Regions from separate parts of the Pogona vitticeps genome. Here region 2 is linked to region 1. Evidence: chromatin contacts called from public Hi-C data. All regions are on one chromosome and are shown on one strand. The core of a region is the stretch at or near the end of the contact, and the rest is flanking DNA. Distances in the headings are between cores, read along the strand shown.

Evidence for each region. A called contact is a pair of places that touch in the nucleus more often than the background predicts.
Region 2: a Hi-C map of muscle shows a contact between it and region 1, with 4 times the contacts expected there. The contact joins the promoter of YTHDC1 here to the promoter of CENPC in region 1. A contact is called at or near these places in 2 of 2 Hi-C or Micro-C datasets (blood and muscle).

The regions. Positions count from the first base shown.
Region 1 is chr6:81,592,360-81,596,048 of PviZW2.1, reverse strand. CENPC (centromere protein C) reads left to right here and starts at 1,979. Exons shown (of 18, transcript XM_078377663.1): 1 at 1,979-2,116. The coding sequence starts at 2,105.
Region 2 is chr6:81,881,370-81,885,058 of PviZW2.1, reverse strand. YTHDC1 (YTH N6-methyladenosine RNA binding protein C1) reads right to left here and starts at 1,577. Exons shown (of 16, transcript XM_078377666.1): 1 at 833-1,577. The coding sequence starts at 860.

The DNA.
Region 1 (3,689 bases), core at 730-3,229:
TTGATCCCCAGATGTTCTTGAACTACAACTCTGAAGCCATAGCCAGCACAGTGAAGACTTCTCAGAATCCAAGAACACTTGAGGACTTAACTGTTGCAGTTTAATGACAAAAGAGGCTATGAGAGCACTCATGGCTCAAAATACACACGATGTGTCTTGAGGAAATGGATTGTGATCCATGGAAGTTGGATAACCATGGAAAGGGTCACCACAAGTCACAAATGACTTAATGGCATGCTATTATTCTTGTTATGTAAGAGCAAGGAGAAGAAAATGCTAATGAGAAGATTTATATGAGTGAATATGTTAAATATATGATTTTAGCTATGTGCTTGTCATGACACCTATCTTTCTCTACCTAGTGTATGCTGCTAGGGCTTTTGGCAAAAAGAAAAAAAAGTTTATATTGGGAATTGTGTTATTCCTTTTGTTAGAAGAGCACTAGGCAGAAAAAACAAGCGTGGAATGATTTAACCATGGCTGACCAACCACACTGTCTGGCCGTTTTTCTGTAAAAAGTGATCATTCTAAAGACTTATTAAGATGGAAAAAAATTGTTCATTTACAGTTATCAACTGTAGTTACAATCTAAATAAAAGAGACAATGTGGAGATTCCAGCATAGGAAAAAATCTCCATGGATGCTGCTTGAAAGATGGCCAGGGAAGAAGATAAGCAATAAAGGAAACTAAATTTTATCCTAACTTCTGTTATGAGAGTTTTGCCGCATTTCTGTGTCACCCCAATCCACAGCAAAAGGTAAGGAACTCTTGTTTCAATGTAAATCAGTGAGTGGGAACTGCTGAATGGGTGACAGCCTTCTGACTGGCAAGTTTAAGCCAACTTGATGTTGCCAGAGATGGAATTTAAAACCAGCACTCCTGGATTGACTTTGCAACCCCCATTTTGAAATGGAATAGCCATTTTTGAACTCCTGTATTTTTTTCTGTATGAACCAGAGATAAGTAGCGCTCAGCCTGATGAAGGCATGAGCAGGCCAAAAGCTAGCATTTGTCTGTGACCTTTTAGTGGTTTAATAAGGATTTGCCTACTCTTGCCTTTGATCATGTGCAAAGGCCACATGGTTTTTTCTATGTTCTTTTCAGAACACCTATGAATCCTGAAGGAACAGCAAAGAATGTTAGGACTATAATCATTGGTGTATTTTTGTTAGAAAGAACTGCCCACTTCTTAAAGTGGATGGAACTCCCAGAAAATCTACCCCCCCAGTCATACGGAAAACTTAAGTTACTTGGAAGTCATTGAATAGGCTACCAAATAGAGTTGGCAGAACCAAAGTGAGTGTTACAAAATGGAGCCTTTGCACCAATAGAGTCCTGTTCTTTGTCAAACAGCATCTCCAGAGCCAGGCATTATAACAATCAGCACCCAGTTCTATTCACATGTACTGTATTGTATTATCCCTTCTAAATCTCCAGGCACACATCCAACTAAGTACTGCCAGCCAAAGCCAGTCACTCACCATACATAGCAATACAAGATGTACTGTAGATACAATGTGGAATCACTCCAGGGATGGTTTCCTCTTTTCTTTTCAATGACAAACTGCTATGAATACAGTATTTCAATCGAGCAACTTTAAATGCAATATTCACATAATGAATTCTATTTTAATATATATATATGGCGGTGACTGGATGGACCAAGTAAAATGAAATAGCGACATGACAAGGACTGTATTATTTGTCGTGAAAAAAAAATTAAAATCTCTGAATGCTAAATTAACAGTTAAATTCAAATCGTAGCTTTCTCCGCTGATTGTACCTGCACGAATTCCTTTTGCCCCGTTTTTAAACATGGCCTACTCAAAAGTAAACCCGCAAGTTGACCTGGCGTATACCTCCACACTAGATGCTCGTAGATCTATGACAGTTCGCAGATCTATGACAGGAGGACAGGCTCCTTCCTTCCTCTCGCTCATTCTCTTCCCCCAACCTCCCTTTTTGTGACGTCAAAGTCTCCCGGCCAATGAGCGGCCTTCTTTTTCGGAGCGCGGACGGCGCGGGAGAGGCCGACGTTTTCAAACAGAGGAAGAGGAAAGGAGGCGGAATCGCTTTGCGGCCTTTGTGAGGAGGAAAGTCGATATGGACTCCCTGGTAAGAGAAAGGTCGCCCTTTTCTCCCCCCGCCGCCGCCGCCCTCGCCCTCAAGGATGGTAGTTCGACCCAGCTCGGCTCATTTTCCGCCCGCCAGAGTTAAAGCGGCTATATTCGTAGACCCGGCCCTACAATTACCTCTTTCCTTAGCTCTAATGCGTCTAATGCGAATTAGGGGTTATGTTGGACAAGCCGGGTCACTATATGTTGCTCCCTTTTAAAGTCCTCGAGTGGTGAGAGTTCTCGGGGTGCGAGAAAAATCCGAAAGCCTCTTGTTACGGCGTTATGGTATCTGATGTATTTTATCCGAATATACAGGCTGAGCATAGATAGGGCTTCACGTTTTTCACGTCCCAATGGCTGCTGCTGCCCCATGAAGTTTCTATGCAGTCTAAATCAGTGGTTCTTAACCTTTGTTACTCGGATGTTTTTGAACTGCAACTCCCAGAAACCCCAGCCAGCACAGCTGATGGTGAAGGCTTCTGGGAGTTGCAGTCCAAAAACACCTGGGTAACCCAAGGTCAAGAACCACTGGTCTAAATGATCACATTTCCTCTGGAAGTAGGAGGGGGTGGGGGAGGAACCATTCGGATATTGCCTGGCCATGAAGAGCCACCGGCCTGATATAGTCTTAAAACCGCCTTCATACTACTGTAGGGTCAGTAGGGAATGAATATTTGCCACCTTGCCAACGTGTAGGTCGGTTACAATCAAAGCTGCTAGGCTGAAAGAGATGGGATCTTGACGGTATCTTGACCAACCCTCATCTCATGAGATACAGGAAGCTTGGAAGGGAAACTGGTGCATCATCTTTGCAAAAGGCATGTTCTCAAAAGTCAAAAAGCAACAACTTGGTTCTTTGCTTTGTGGCAGGAAATAAGCTTCCCTGAGAGATGGGCTGATAATTAGTGTATTTTTGTTAGATGACGGGCTTTTGCTAATTATATTTAAATTAAAGTTTTGCTATTGCAGAAGTAGCATTAGCAACATTGACTGTCTTAATGGATCTTGTTGGTATTTATAGGAGCAGATTTTCTCATATTTGAAATATTAAAGTAAGATCCTGAAGTCCACGCTCTCCTCCATGGCTGGTCAGTCACTTGGTACTCTGATGTCCATTTGACCTCTTCCAGTTTCTGTTTTCTGGTAAAGCCTGCTTTCTTTATGGCATGAGGAAAGAGCAGGCAATTTCTTCCCCTCCTCTAGACCATATATGGCTGTATTTTGCTTTGTGGTCTTACACCTTAAACCTTTCTCCTCATCTACCAATGCACCTATAAATATTTTGTTGAGATGTTTTCCCTATGTGGGGGACCACTATCATAGGTCACCTTCAAATTTACTGGCAAGTTGGTTTGGAGTGCACTACTAGGTCTATTTTTGATACAGTGAGATTCTCTGATTTATTAGGTAGGGGTTTGCTTTTCAAGGTTCTAGATGCTTTTACAGTAAATAGATTTGTATCCAAGGCTCCAAGAGTTAAGGGAGCGCTGGTGGACAAAAACGGAAGCCAGGGTCAGAAACAGATCTGAGGTAACAGGAACAAGCAGAAGTTTGGAAAACATAAAATCTGA
Region 2 (3,689 bases), core at 328-2,827, 290 kb before region 1:
ATGTACTGCAAAGTGTTCCAAGTAATCAGAAAGCTAACCTACTGCACTATCAAAGAATATAAAACATAAACGAAGATACTGCTGGCACAAGTCTTACTTCAGCTAATAACCTGGCAGGGGGCCTTAGGCATGTTATTATTTTCTCTGCCTCAGTTTCTCATCGGCATATAGACAATGGTCCTAACTCACATTTACTCGACAGTTACCAGGTTTACTAAAGTTTCCGCCACGGGGCAGATATTAAAAAGCCACCTTGGGTCCTTTAAAGGAGAAAAACTGGGTAAAAATATTTTAAAAAAATAAAACACCTAAAACCCAAAATGAAGGACACACAAACGAAAACATTTCAGCCAATGTTAGGAGCATTTCAGTCCCAATTATTTAAAGCTTAAATGCCTCTTACTCAAACTGTACGAATCTAAAACTACTTCGCACCCAGCTATAAATAATCCCCTAGTAGCATTCCACTTAATTCCATCAAACCTCCCTCGCTTTGCCTTCCGCAGCTCCCAGAGTAGGAGAGGTTTTTTTTGGGGGGAGGGACGCCTCACAACGCTTCCACAAGGGAATTCAGTTTCGCCAGAGAGACAGAAACCAGGTCGGGGAAAAGGTATCAAGGCCCGCCGAGGCCCTCCACCATGAAGGGCAGGGCCTTACCTCGGGAACAAGGGCCGCCCACCTACAGCATCAGCCGGGCCAACCCGCACCGCGTTCAAGACAAAGCCGCCTAGCCACGGCCTCCCCGCTCCCTGTCCGGACCCGCGGGACCCCCCGTCGCCATGACAGCGAACGAGCGGTTTCAGAAAAGAGGGGGGAGGGGAATCGTCGGTACCTTTTTCCTCCCGGCTCTCGGCCGCCATCGTTGCCCCGCAACCCCCACCGGTTCCCAGGCACGGACGGAGCCTTCGCGCGGGAGAACCACAATGCCGCTCGGCTATCGGGGAGGGAGAAGCCGGTGTCCGAGAGAAGGGACACGAGTCTCGAGCAAAAGGGGAAAAAAAATCCCAGCAGCTCCCCCAACGCAGACCAAAATGGAGGATCCCCCCCTCCTCCTTCCTCTTTTCCGTCCGGACTTCCTACGCGACAATTCGTTCCTTCCCACAATGCACAGCGCTATACACGCCCCCCTTCCGTCACAGGACGCGGCGCGTGATCTCATCGATTGGGCGGACTAAGCTTCGGACCATAGAGTTAGAAAGGAAAGAGTGAGGACGCAAGAGGGGAGGGCAGATAACAAGAGTCTCCCTTGCTGTGGGTTACGTACGGAAAACTTAAAAAACCTCTCGCAGGCGCTGGCGGAAATGAGGACTGATCGATGAAATAATTGGATGGAAAGTGTAGAGGCACTGTTGCGCGGCTTCTCTACAAACCTTTCCCGGAGTGTAGAGAGGAATTCCTGCCTTTTCTGAGATTTTATTTTGTGTAGGAAACGAAAACTCTTTAAATATTGCCTTTACAGCGTAATTTCCAAGTAAATAAAATCCATTGACCCCCATATTGCCGTTCGTAGTCCACTGTTTAATATTGCAAGTTAGCTGTGAGACTTAAATTAGTGTGGATTTTCAGTCCAGTGCACCCCATGCAATTCACTGCTCCCTCAAATTATTGGCAATGGCTCTCCTGAAATTGCTTTCTTCTGCTTTTCAGTATAGATGCAGTGGTTGTGAGTCCCTGCCCTTCCTACTGGATAATTTTTTAGATCAAACTACTGTATAAGGAAAAGAACCTTTGTCCGCTGCAGGTTTTTTTTTTTGTTTGCTGTTGATCTGTCTGCTTGATTGCTAAGTATGTGTGCAGTAAATAAAGCTACATACACAAGTCTAATTTCAAGCAATTGTAAGTAAATTTTTATTCATTCTTCTAGAAATGTTTCAGAGTGAGCTAATGAGCCTTTTAAGTGCCAATTAAGGAGAAAGGGCTGGACTCTAAGGGAACTTAAAACTACAGTATTCTCCTCTGTCCCTCTCTGTACTTCTACTGCATAGCAAAAAGGGAATTTTGCTAGAAATTCAAAACCTGCAATGATTCAGTTGTTAATAAACACTTCCTCGGTGCGTCCAGAAATCTCTTTTATAACCACTGCAATCAGCACTGTAAAGTGGCGCACTTACCAAACATGACAGACAGTGAAGATGGAAGAGACAAGGTGTAGAACAGTGGTTCTTAACCTTGAATTACTCAGGTATTTTTGGACTGCAACTCCCAGAAACCTTCACCACCAGCTGTGCTGGCTGGGATTTCTGGGAGTTGCAGTTCAAAAACACCTGAGTAACCCAAGGTTAAGAACCACTGGTGTAGAAGACAGAGGGGAATACCCAACAGGCAAGCAAGACAATAGGGGTATGAAGAAGTGACAAAACAGAACAATGCTGAGAAAGCAAGCTATAGAGATATGATGGGGCAGAGAAGAGAGGAAATGGCAGAGATTGGAGAGGAGCAGCCAGCCAACGAGAGGAGGTGTGAGAAAGAATTGAAAAAAACAGCAGATGTTTTCTGTGATTGATTCCACTGCAACAAATTATAAACAGCACTGATTTTTGGGGAAGTGTGTAATTCTAGCAAAAGAGTAGTCATAAAGTCTTTAATAAGGAGTCACTTTCACTATAGCAAACAAGCAAATTTAAAGTGTGACTACACAGGGATTTATCCCACTATTTGATCTGCTGTGGGAATAAAATACAGTATTTCATTCCTTTCCCCAGTGTTCACGTAAGTGCTAGTCTGAACCAACCCCTCTCCGGAGAGTTCCTACCTGTGCCTTTTAGGTTCCCTGTCAGAGACTACTCTTTTTTTAGATGTGGGCAGGATTGCTCCATTTTGACTTTGTTCCAGCATGAATGATCACTGAGATCAAACCAAAGTGGATGACTTCCTGCCTTCAATTTCCCAATATCATTAAACTGCTTAAGCAGACAATCTTAGCCACTTAAGAATATTGGGAAATTTTTAAACTTCATCTGTTCCTCCATGGAGGGGTGTGCAAAGGTGTGTTGCTGTTGTTTTTGAGCTTGTTAGGGCAGCACTGAAACACTGGACCTTTTGGGGTGGGGGAAAATGAAAGCTTCCTCCCAGAAGGAGGAGTAGACAAAGAGGGAGATTGTTATTTTGTTTTCTTTCCTTTAAATGGAAGTGGGACAAATAGGGTTGCTTGAAGTGTAGATGCCATGTGGATGCAAGGTAAAGGTAAAGGTTCCCCTTGACATTTTTAGTCTAGTCGTGTCCGACTCTAGGGGGCAGTGCTCATCCCGTTTTTCAAGCCATAGAGCCAGCGCTTGTCTGAAGACAGTTTCCGTTGTCACATGGCCAGCATGACTAGGGAACGCCGTTTTACCTTCCCACCTAGGTGGTACCTATTTATCTACTCACATTTACATGCTTTTGAACTGCTAGGTTGGCGAGGAGCTGGGACAAAGCAAGGGGAGCTCACTCTGTCGTGTGGGTTTGCTCTTACGGCTGCTGGTCTTCTGACCTTGCAGCACAGGCTTCTGCGGTTTAGCCTTAAGTGACCTTATTTAGCCCACTCCAGCCTGCTTCAATTTAGTTATCTAGCCAAGCCCTTAATTTGTGGTCAAATATGAGCAGAAGCTGGCCAACAAGTTGACAAATGCAACATATGTTTGGAACAACAGAGGACATGAAGCTGAACTTGTTTTCAAGACAATACTTTTTATTATGCCAATACAGTATAT